Linked DNA regions of Mus musculus: region 2 is linked to region 1. A link is a contact called in public HiChIP or PLAC-seq data. All regions are on one chromosome and are shown on one strand. Each heading gives the region's core, a stretch centred on a gene start, on an enhancer-like site or on the middle of the called end of the contact. The rest is flanking DNA. Distances are from core to core; before and after follow the strand shown. Region 1 overlaps Elovl3 (elongation of very long chain fatty acids (FEN1/Elo2, SUR4/Elo3, yeast)-like 3). Region 2 overlaps Sufu (SUFU negative regulator of hedgehog signaling).

Region 1 (3,647 bases), core at 350-2,849:
GATTCTGCAGATGGTTCTGGGCACCATCTTTGGCATACTGAATTACATCTGGAGGCAGGAGAAAGGATGCCACACAACAACGGAACACTTCTTCTGGTCTTTTATGCTATATGGGACCTATTTCATCCTATTCGCTCACTTCTTCCACCGAGCCTACCTCAGGCCCAAGGGCAAAGTTGCATCCAAGAGCCAATGAGAGTAGGAAAGAAAGATGGAGCCTCAGCCGTTCCTCCGTGGCACTAAGGGTATGGGAGAATGATTAGGGTACCTCCCTGTATGGTTTCCCCCATGGGATATGTACCCTCAAAGTTGCAGGAAGCTATGACAACCAAGAAATGTCACCCTTGGGGATAGGGGGTGTGTGGTTTGGTACTTTGATGTTTCTGTCTTTAATGTGAAGGAAAACCAAGCCCTAGGAAGGAGATAGGACTGAGGTCCTTAAAATGGAGTTATTTATATTTATATTTAGAAATCTTTCTCTTCTTGCTCTATTTTTAAAAGAGGTCAACATGATCTTGAGGATTTGTGGACTTGGAGGGGAGGGGAGAGTGGACTGACTCTGTGGTAGGAGGAGGCTGACTCTGGGGAGTGAGTGATCTGCAGGGGGGGAGCCTGAGGGTGTGTGGAAGGACAGAGGCACACACAAACACTCAATAAGAATTCTAGGCCTGGTAGGCGCTTAATAAATGTCTTTTACAGACTAGAAGTTTATTGCTGTTAGAGACCCAAGCCTCTGAAAGGAACAGTGAGAAACAAGTCCTAAAATCATAGGCTAAACTGCAGAAGAGATCGCTGCGTGGAAGCACGGGTGACCAGACCTACCGGCTGTCCTCCCAGAGACCACCAGGTGGCGTCGCAGCACCAGCAGAGAACGATCCCTGTCAGCTAGCTGGTCACACCAAGCTTCATACTCCTTTTACTCCAGGAGACCCTGCTTCCCTATCCTGGAGGAAAGGAGTGAGACGGCAACCTTAGAAGCCTGGACGCTCACTCGGTTCCTGTACATCCAGCTGTCCTTTTGGACAATGGGAAGGATGAAGGGAAGGAGGGCTCAACCGCAAGTCTGAATCATCAGGCCTTTGACAGTCCGCGCACGTTTATTTCATTGATCTTTGAAAATGGGATAGGGGGAGTCTGGAGAAGGCGGGGTGAGCCAAGGGTGAATTGGCCCTGGGGGAGCTGGTCCCTGTTCCTGGCCTTAGTCCTAGGGGCGCGGTCTCCGCATAGGGGTCAGACCACCGCTCGGGGGCTGCGAGGGAAAAGGCCCTCTTCGAAGCCCGCGGCCTCTTCCCGGGTGCTCTGGCACCCCTTTCAGACCCTGGGACGAGGGCAAGCCAGTCTAGGCGACCCCTGTCCGGAGAGGCTGTGAATTACTGCCCCGCCCTCGGGGATGGATCCACAGACCTGCGGCTCACACCGGCCGTTCCACGGCGTACTGGCAGGGGCTAAGGTTAGCGGCCGGCGGCGGCCCGGGCACGGCGGGATAGCTGAAAGAGGCGTGCTGCTTGGCTTTGAGCCGCAGGCTAGCCAGGCTCGAGTTACACGGGTCCCGGTATACATAGGGGGAGGAGGCGGCTGCAGCGGCGGCTGCGGCGGCCGAGGCGTAAGGGCAGGACACTGCCCCGGAGGACACGGCGGCTGGAGCCAGCCCGGGGGGTGCCCCGCCCAGGCCCTGCAAGGCTCCGGGACCTGGTACGGTGCCCGGGGCAGCGGCGGCCGAGGGCACCATAGAAGCGGCGATGGAGCTGGGCGGTGAGAATACAGGCTGTGAAGCCAGAGGCCCCACGTTGACCGAGTTGAAGGCGAACGGGAAGGTCTTGGCGGCGAGCGGCGGGGCGAGAGCCTTGGGCGGCCAGTTGCCGTACGAGTAGCCCGGGTACACCTCCTCGTAGGGTGGCACCAGGCCCCCGAGCGGGGCTGCGAAGCCACCTTTGCACAGCTCCGCCTGCTGGCTGCGCTCCCGCTTCCGCCACTTGGCGCGCCGGTTCTTGAACCACACCTGCGGGTATCCGAGAAAGGCTGTCAGGAGGTGGAGTGGCTGGGGACTGGGCCACCCACAGTAGGATCGAGCCCGGGCGGGGAAGATCAGAGGTGCATGGTGGATGCAGGCTGGAAGGGAGGAGCGCACCGAGCCTGGGGGCCAGAGAAGTGAAGCCAGGGGCCGCAGGGTTTGGGGGAACAGCTCGGGATCAAAGAGAGATGAGGGGAAGGTAGAGCCTTGGTCCCAGCCGAGGAATCGAGTGATGGGGGTGGCAGGCAAGGCAGCAGGAGGGTGGGGAACTGGGCCCGACGTGGCACCGGCCCCGCAGAGTCACCAGCTACTTGGGATGGGGGGTGGGGGGCACGAGAGCGAGGTGCGCGCAGGTGGGGCCATACCCGCACGCGGGCCTCAGTGAGGTTGGTCCACACCGCGATCTCTTCGCGGGTGCTCATGTCAGGGTAGCGATTCCTCTGGAAGGTGGCCTCCAGCTCCTGCAGCTGCTGGCTGGTGAAGTGCGTGCGCTGCCGCCGCTGCTTCTTCTTCAGAGAGCCGTCCTCGGGGGAGCCCCCCGGCAGTGAGGCCGAGGCCTTCTCCGAGTCTGAGGGCCAGAATGTGGCAGGTCATAGGGCGCTAGGGCCTGTGCGGAGTCTCTGGTTCAGGGGCCTCAAGGAATTCCTCAGCCCCTGGCTGGCTCCCGCTCAGGTTATCACTCTCGCTCCCACCCCGCATCAAGGCTAAACTGTTTTCTCCTCCACCCCCAGAAGGGGGCGCGCTCACCACTGTGCTCCTGCCCCTTGCAGCCATGTTCTGGAAGCGGAGGGTGTGGAGTGCCTGCGTCCGATAACGACAGCGCAGGGCTTCGCGCCTCTGCCTCACCAAGCAGCCCAAACTCCATGGAGGGAGGTCTCTAGTAGAGGAAAGAGAAGACATATGTCAGGTTAATAGAAGTAAAGATCAGGGGCTTAGGGATACCCTGATGTGGTGCGTGCCTGTGACCCTAGTACTCAAGAGGCAGAAACAGGAAGATCTTCACTCTACAGTGTGTACCTGGTCAACCAAGAACACACGGTGAGACACACAGTCTTAAACAAACAAACAAACAAACAAACAACAACAACAGCCAACAAACTATCGATTTATCAGGCTCCTAATAGGGTTTCCTCATAACATTCTTGCCTCTTTTCCTATCCACTGACAAAAAGCTATCCCGAATGGTGCACTATAGAATAGAGTAGGGCGGGGCAGAGGAGATGGCTCAGCGGCTAAAGGCACCGGCTGCTCTTCCAGAGGATGTTTCTTCAATTCCCAGCACCTACATGACTGGCTGCTCACAACTGTCTGAATCTCCAGTTCCCGGGGATCCAAAGCCTTCTTCTGCCCCCCCCCCCGCCCCCGCCCCAGGGAGTAGGCACTCTGGTACTCTGGTGAACAAACATATATGCAGGGAAAGACACCCATACACTGGGAAAAATAAAAGAGTTGGGAAAGAAGGCCAATGAGAAAAAAGATGTACACTGAGAGGTTTTATGTAAGCACATGTACGATAGACTCATTAATTGTTGGGCTTATGCCTAGTGCCACGGCTACTCCATTTTGTTTGTTTGAGGCAGGGTCTCATGTAGCTCAGGCTAGCCTTAATTTTTGATCTTCCTTGCTGCTCCCACCT
Region 2 (3,647 bases), core at 559-3,058, 340 kb after region 1:
GCTGGCCTCGGCATGTTTCAATCAAGTTGCTGTGCTAGGAGCTGCTTAATCAAAGGCCTGTTATGGGCTCATTAGTGTGGTCCACCACGGGCCACCCCTCAGGAGAGTCCTGGGAAGGCTGGCTTAGGTCCCGCCCTTCAGGCACGCACCCTTGATCACCAAGGGGTTTCTCAGGCTGGCTCTTTGCAAGGAGCCCTGGGAAACTCTCCATCTGACCTGCCCTAGTCAGCCCGGTTCTCAGCAGTGAAGCCAACACCCACATCAGCCTTCCTCCTCTCCTGATCAGCGTTTTCTGCTTCTGATCGCTAGCCTGACTTTTCCTTCAGGGTCTTGCCTCTGTGGTCACAGGCAGCTCCCGGGCTTGTGAGAACCAGGCTTACAATGACTTATGGGCCTCTCGATTGCTTCTGAAGGGCCAACTGTCTCCCCAGGAATCTATCGAACTTCTGGAAACCTGGGGTTCCACTCAAAGTCACAGATCAAACCCCACTATGCCAAGAAAGGGCCCAGGGAAACGCCGGCACCCAGAGCGCCGAGCCTGCTGTCACAGGCTGCTTTCTGCCACTCCCAGGGTCTGCAGTGCCTCCTGAGCCTCTGCTCAGACCTGAGTGCAGGTGGACGAGCAGGAGGCAGCTGAGGACTGCAGGCATAGGGTACAGAGAGAGCCAGCCCTCTGTCCCTTGGCTGCTTGAACCATCCCTGTAAGTCACAGCTGGAGTGGGAGGGCCAAGGAGACTGTCTTGCATCAGCCTTCAGCAGCCTTCCGAGAGCTCACTCCCTGCTTGGCCCCTTGTTCTGGCCACCAGCCCAGGGAAAGGCAAGGCCAAGGCATCTGTCCTCTCAGTGCCGGGGAAGGGGAGGCTAAGGGAGCCAGAGCCCTTTGCAGAGCTGGTGGGACGGCCTCAGATGGGCTTCCATAGACATCTCATCCTGGACTGCCACATGGTCCCCCAATTCCTACTAGCTCAGGAGGACTCAAGGTACTCTGGAGGGCAGATGTAAACTCACACACAGGGATGCTGCGAAGGCAAGATCTTTCCAGAGTAGAGGCATGGCCTCATCCATCCTACTTCGTGTAAGCCAAGTCCAGAGCTTTATGAGAGGTCTCCAGACCCCGGAACAGGCCAGTGTCCCTTCCTAGCCCTGGCACTCTTCGCTGGGGGCTGTGGCAGGCTTCCCCCTTGGCCTGTTGACTCTGAGTTGCCAGTCTTCTGAGCAGAGCCCCGCCCAAAGCTGAGTCAGTTTCCGACATAAGTTCTTAGCCAGAGCTATCTGCAGGAGAGACACTTCAGTCCCAGAGGTCGCTGAAAGGTCATATGACCAAACATGAGATTATTTTTTTTTTTAGGCCTTGCAATGCTTTCTCAGCTGTGTGGTGTCTGATAGCTCACCCAGGTGGTGCTCTTAGTCCCAGCCACTCCCTAGCAGCCCAATGGGAGGTCCTGGCTTGGGAGAAGACGCCTCCCAGCTGTTCCCTGTGGGAAACCTCTGCTGAACTGTATCCCAGCCCAGGAACAGGCTTCCCAGATCTCTCCAGCCTGTCTTCTTCCGTCCCCATATACACCTTTGGATGTGGTGTAGAAGCCAACCTGGGAGTCCCCTGCCCGGCCCCTGGCCCTCCCTTTCTGGTGCCTACCGTTTCTCCTTCCGGTGGGCCTGCCTATACCTGGTCTCCTTTGGAGATCTTGCCTTGGGCCGTCTCCAGACCTCTTTGTTCAGTCCAGTGCCTATTACGTTGCAGAGCAAACTGTAATTCCCCACTGTGTCGACAGAGCAGGAGTCTCAGCCTGCTCCTGGCCACCAAAGCCAACTTCTCACCACCCACCCAGAGCAGGAAATGAGCGAGCGCCCCCACCACTCACAAGCACATGCCTCGCCTCGGCCCCTCCCAGGACGGGAGTGTCTGCCTCAATGTGGGGAAGGGGAGCAGCCGACAGGAGCCCTTGCTGGGCTCCACCTCGATGCCCTCATGGGTGCCAGGGCTGCTCCTTGGCAGGCCATGCCTCTGTAAAGAGCACACTTCCTTCCTGGAGAAGAGGAAAGGGAGGGAAAGAAAGCCAAGCTTGCTGGGGAGCAGAACAACATGTCAACACACGGAGCAAACAGGGCCCCAAGACAAAGTGTGGATTGTCATCACACCGAGGGAAGGCATGGGCACTGTCAGCCACTTAGAAATCCGTTGACCGCAGACCTTGGAATGAGTGTCAGATTTGTGGCGGTTCAGTCCCCGCCTGCAGCACAGCCGGGCCTGCCCGGGGCAGGCACCAACAAAAGATCACTTTTCAGGTTCCTTTCTGGAACTTGCTGGAACCTGGAGAATTGAGAGGTTGTTGACAATCCTTTCTCACCGCCAATGAGCCAGGCTGTCTGACTGCACTGCACAGGTCCTGTGATGGGAGCCCACTGGAGTGAGCTCTGAACCTTGGCTCCAGACCCTCTCTCCAGCTGACCAGGCCCTCACAATCAGTCACCCAGAGGTAGAGCTGCAGTGGGGAGCTGCTGGTTCACACTCTTCTCAGCCCTCCTCCTCTGGGCTCTTCCTAGCACTTCCTCCCCCTATGCGCTCTCAGGGTGCCTTGTGAAAATGCAGGTGTTTTTGCATTGCCTTGGGTAGACTGTTGTCCAGAGTGAGAGCATGTTGCCCAGCACATGTGTTCTCCAGAGCCCTCCAAGGGAACATGTTACTCAGAATGGTCCAGGGGCCCTTCCTCTCTCCTTAGAGGGTCTCCATCCTCCAAGGGCTCTTTGAGCGAAACCCTCAGTGCTTTGTCCCGGTTCTTCAGACAAGCATAATAGAGTGCAGCGAGTGTTGGGATGGTTTGTCATTGCTGCCGATGTTTCTAGACGAGGGGAACTGTTAAAATGTGTGGACTCAGAATGAAGTGTGGTCCTATAGGTCTCTTTAATCCCAGTGCTTGGGAGGCAGAGGCAGGAGGATCTCTGTGAGTTTGAGACCAGCCTGGGTGTGTGTGTGTGTGATACTCTGCTTCCAGCCCTGTTGGAATGCGCAGATACACTCCTGACTGGGTTGAGGGTACTGTTCTTCCTGGTCATTGGTAAAAGCTACCATCACCTCCCCCATCAGAAAGAGGAGAGCCCTGAGTATACACATCTCTAGAGTGGGCACACCTTCCGCAAACAGGAAAAGAGCATGCTCCGTCGCCACCAGGTAGGCACTGTTCTGAAGTCAGGAAGACTGCCTTCCTTCTCCGCACCCAGTCATCTATCAGCAAGCACATTGAGAACTAGACTTGCCTCCCTTGCAAGCCCATAACAGGACCCAAGGAAGAGATACAGGTTAACACTTAGTGCAGGTTCCTGCAGATAAGGCAGAAACTACTGGAATGATCCTCGAGGTTCCTATTCTTGTGGCAGAGGCCAGCTGCTCTAAGTGGACAGTTTGCTTCAGAAGCTGCAAGGCCTAGACCTGCACAGGCTTTTCCCACAGTGACCTCACAACGGCGAGTCTGTTCCCAGTGAGGGCTCCCAGGAGCTGCTCCATCATAGCTGTCTATCTCCAGGATCCTGTTGATAAGATCTGTTAACATTCTCAGCTCCAGCTCTGAAATATACAAAGAACAGGGTCTGTTTGTTCAGTCCAAGCTTCTAAGGTTTAACTCCCAAAGGAAATTAAATCAGGTGCCCGG

What was found. HiChIP or PLAC-seq counts read pairs in DNA pulled down with a chosen protein or histone mark.
Region 2: an HNF4G HiChIP or PLAC-seq map of pancreatic cancer cells shows a contact between it and region 1. The contact joins two enhancer-like sites. A contact is called at or near these places in 2 of 39 promoter capture datasets (embryonic stem cells and hematopoietic stem and progenitor cells), 1 of 484 Hi-C or Micro-C datasets (the CH12 cell line), 4 of 115 datasets of contacts at active chromatin or transcription factors (astrocytes, embryonic midbrain, microglia and 1 more) and 3 of 9 other capture datasets (embryonic stem cells, liver and macrophages).

Annotation. Positions count from the first base shown.
Region 1 is chr19:46,134,607-46,138,253 of GRCm38.p6, forward strand. It overlaps Elovl3 (elongation of very long chain fatty acids (FEN1/Elo2, SUR4/Elo3, yeast)-like 3), which reads left to right. Exons shown (of 4, transcript NM_007703.2): 4 at 1-1,088. The coding sequence ends at 196. Pitx3 (paired-like homeodomain transcription factor 3) reads right to left here. Exons shown (of 4, transcript NM_008852.4): 2 at 2,759-2,888; 3 at 2,377-2,579; 4 at 1,079-1,999. The coding sequence starts at 2,876. The coding sequence ends at 1,412. Among named protein-coding and RNA genes, the nearest start is that of Elovl3, 4.5 kb to the left of the region's middle. Within about 2 kb of position 1,600, at least 119 of the 459 cell types and tissues checked have an H3K27ac peak or open chromatin away from gene starts, as enhancers often do. A contact at or near this core is called in liver and pancreatic cancer cells, where this site is marked.
Region 2 is chr19:46,477,688-46,481,334 of GRCm38.p6, forward strand. All of the region lies in intron 10 of Sufu (SUFU negative regulator of hedgehog signaling), which reads left to right. Among named protein-coding and RNA genes, the nearest start is that of Trim8, 22 kb to the right of the region's middle. Within about 2 kb of position 1,809, at least 170 of the 459 cell types and tissues checked have an H3K27ac peak or open chromatin away from gene starts, as enhancers often do. A contact at or near this core is called in liver and pancreatic cancer cells, where this site is marked.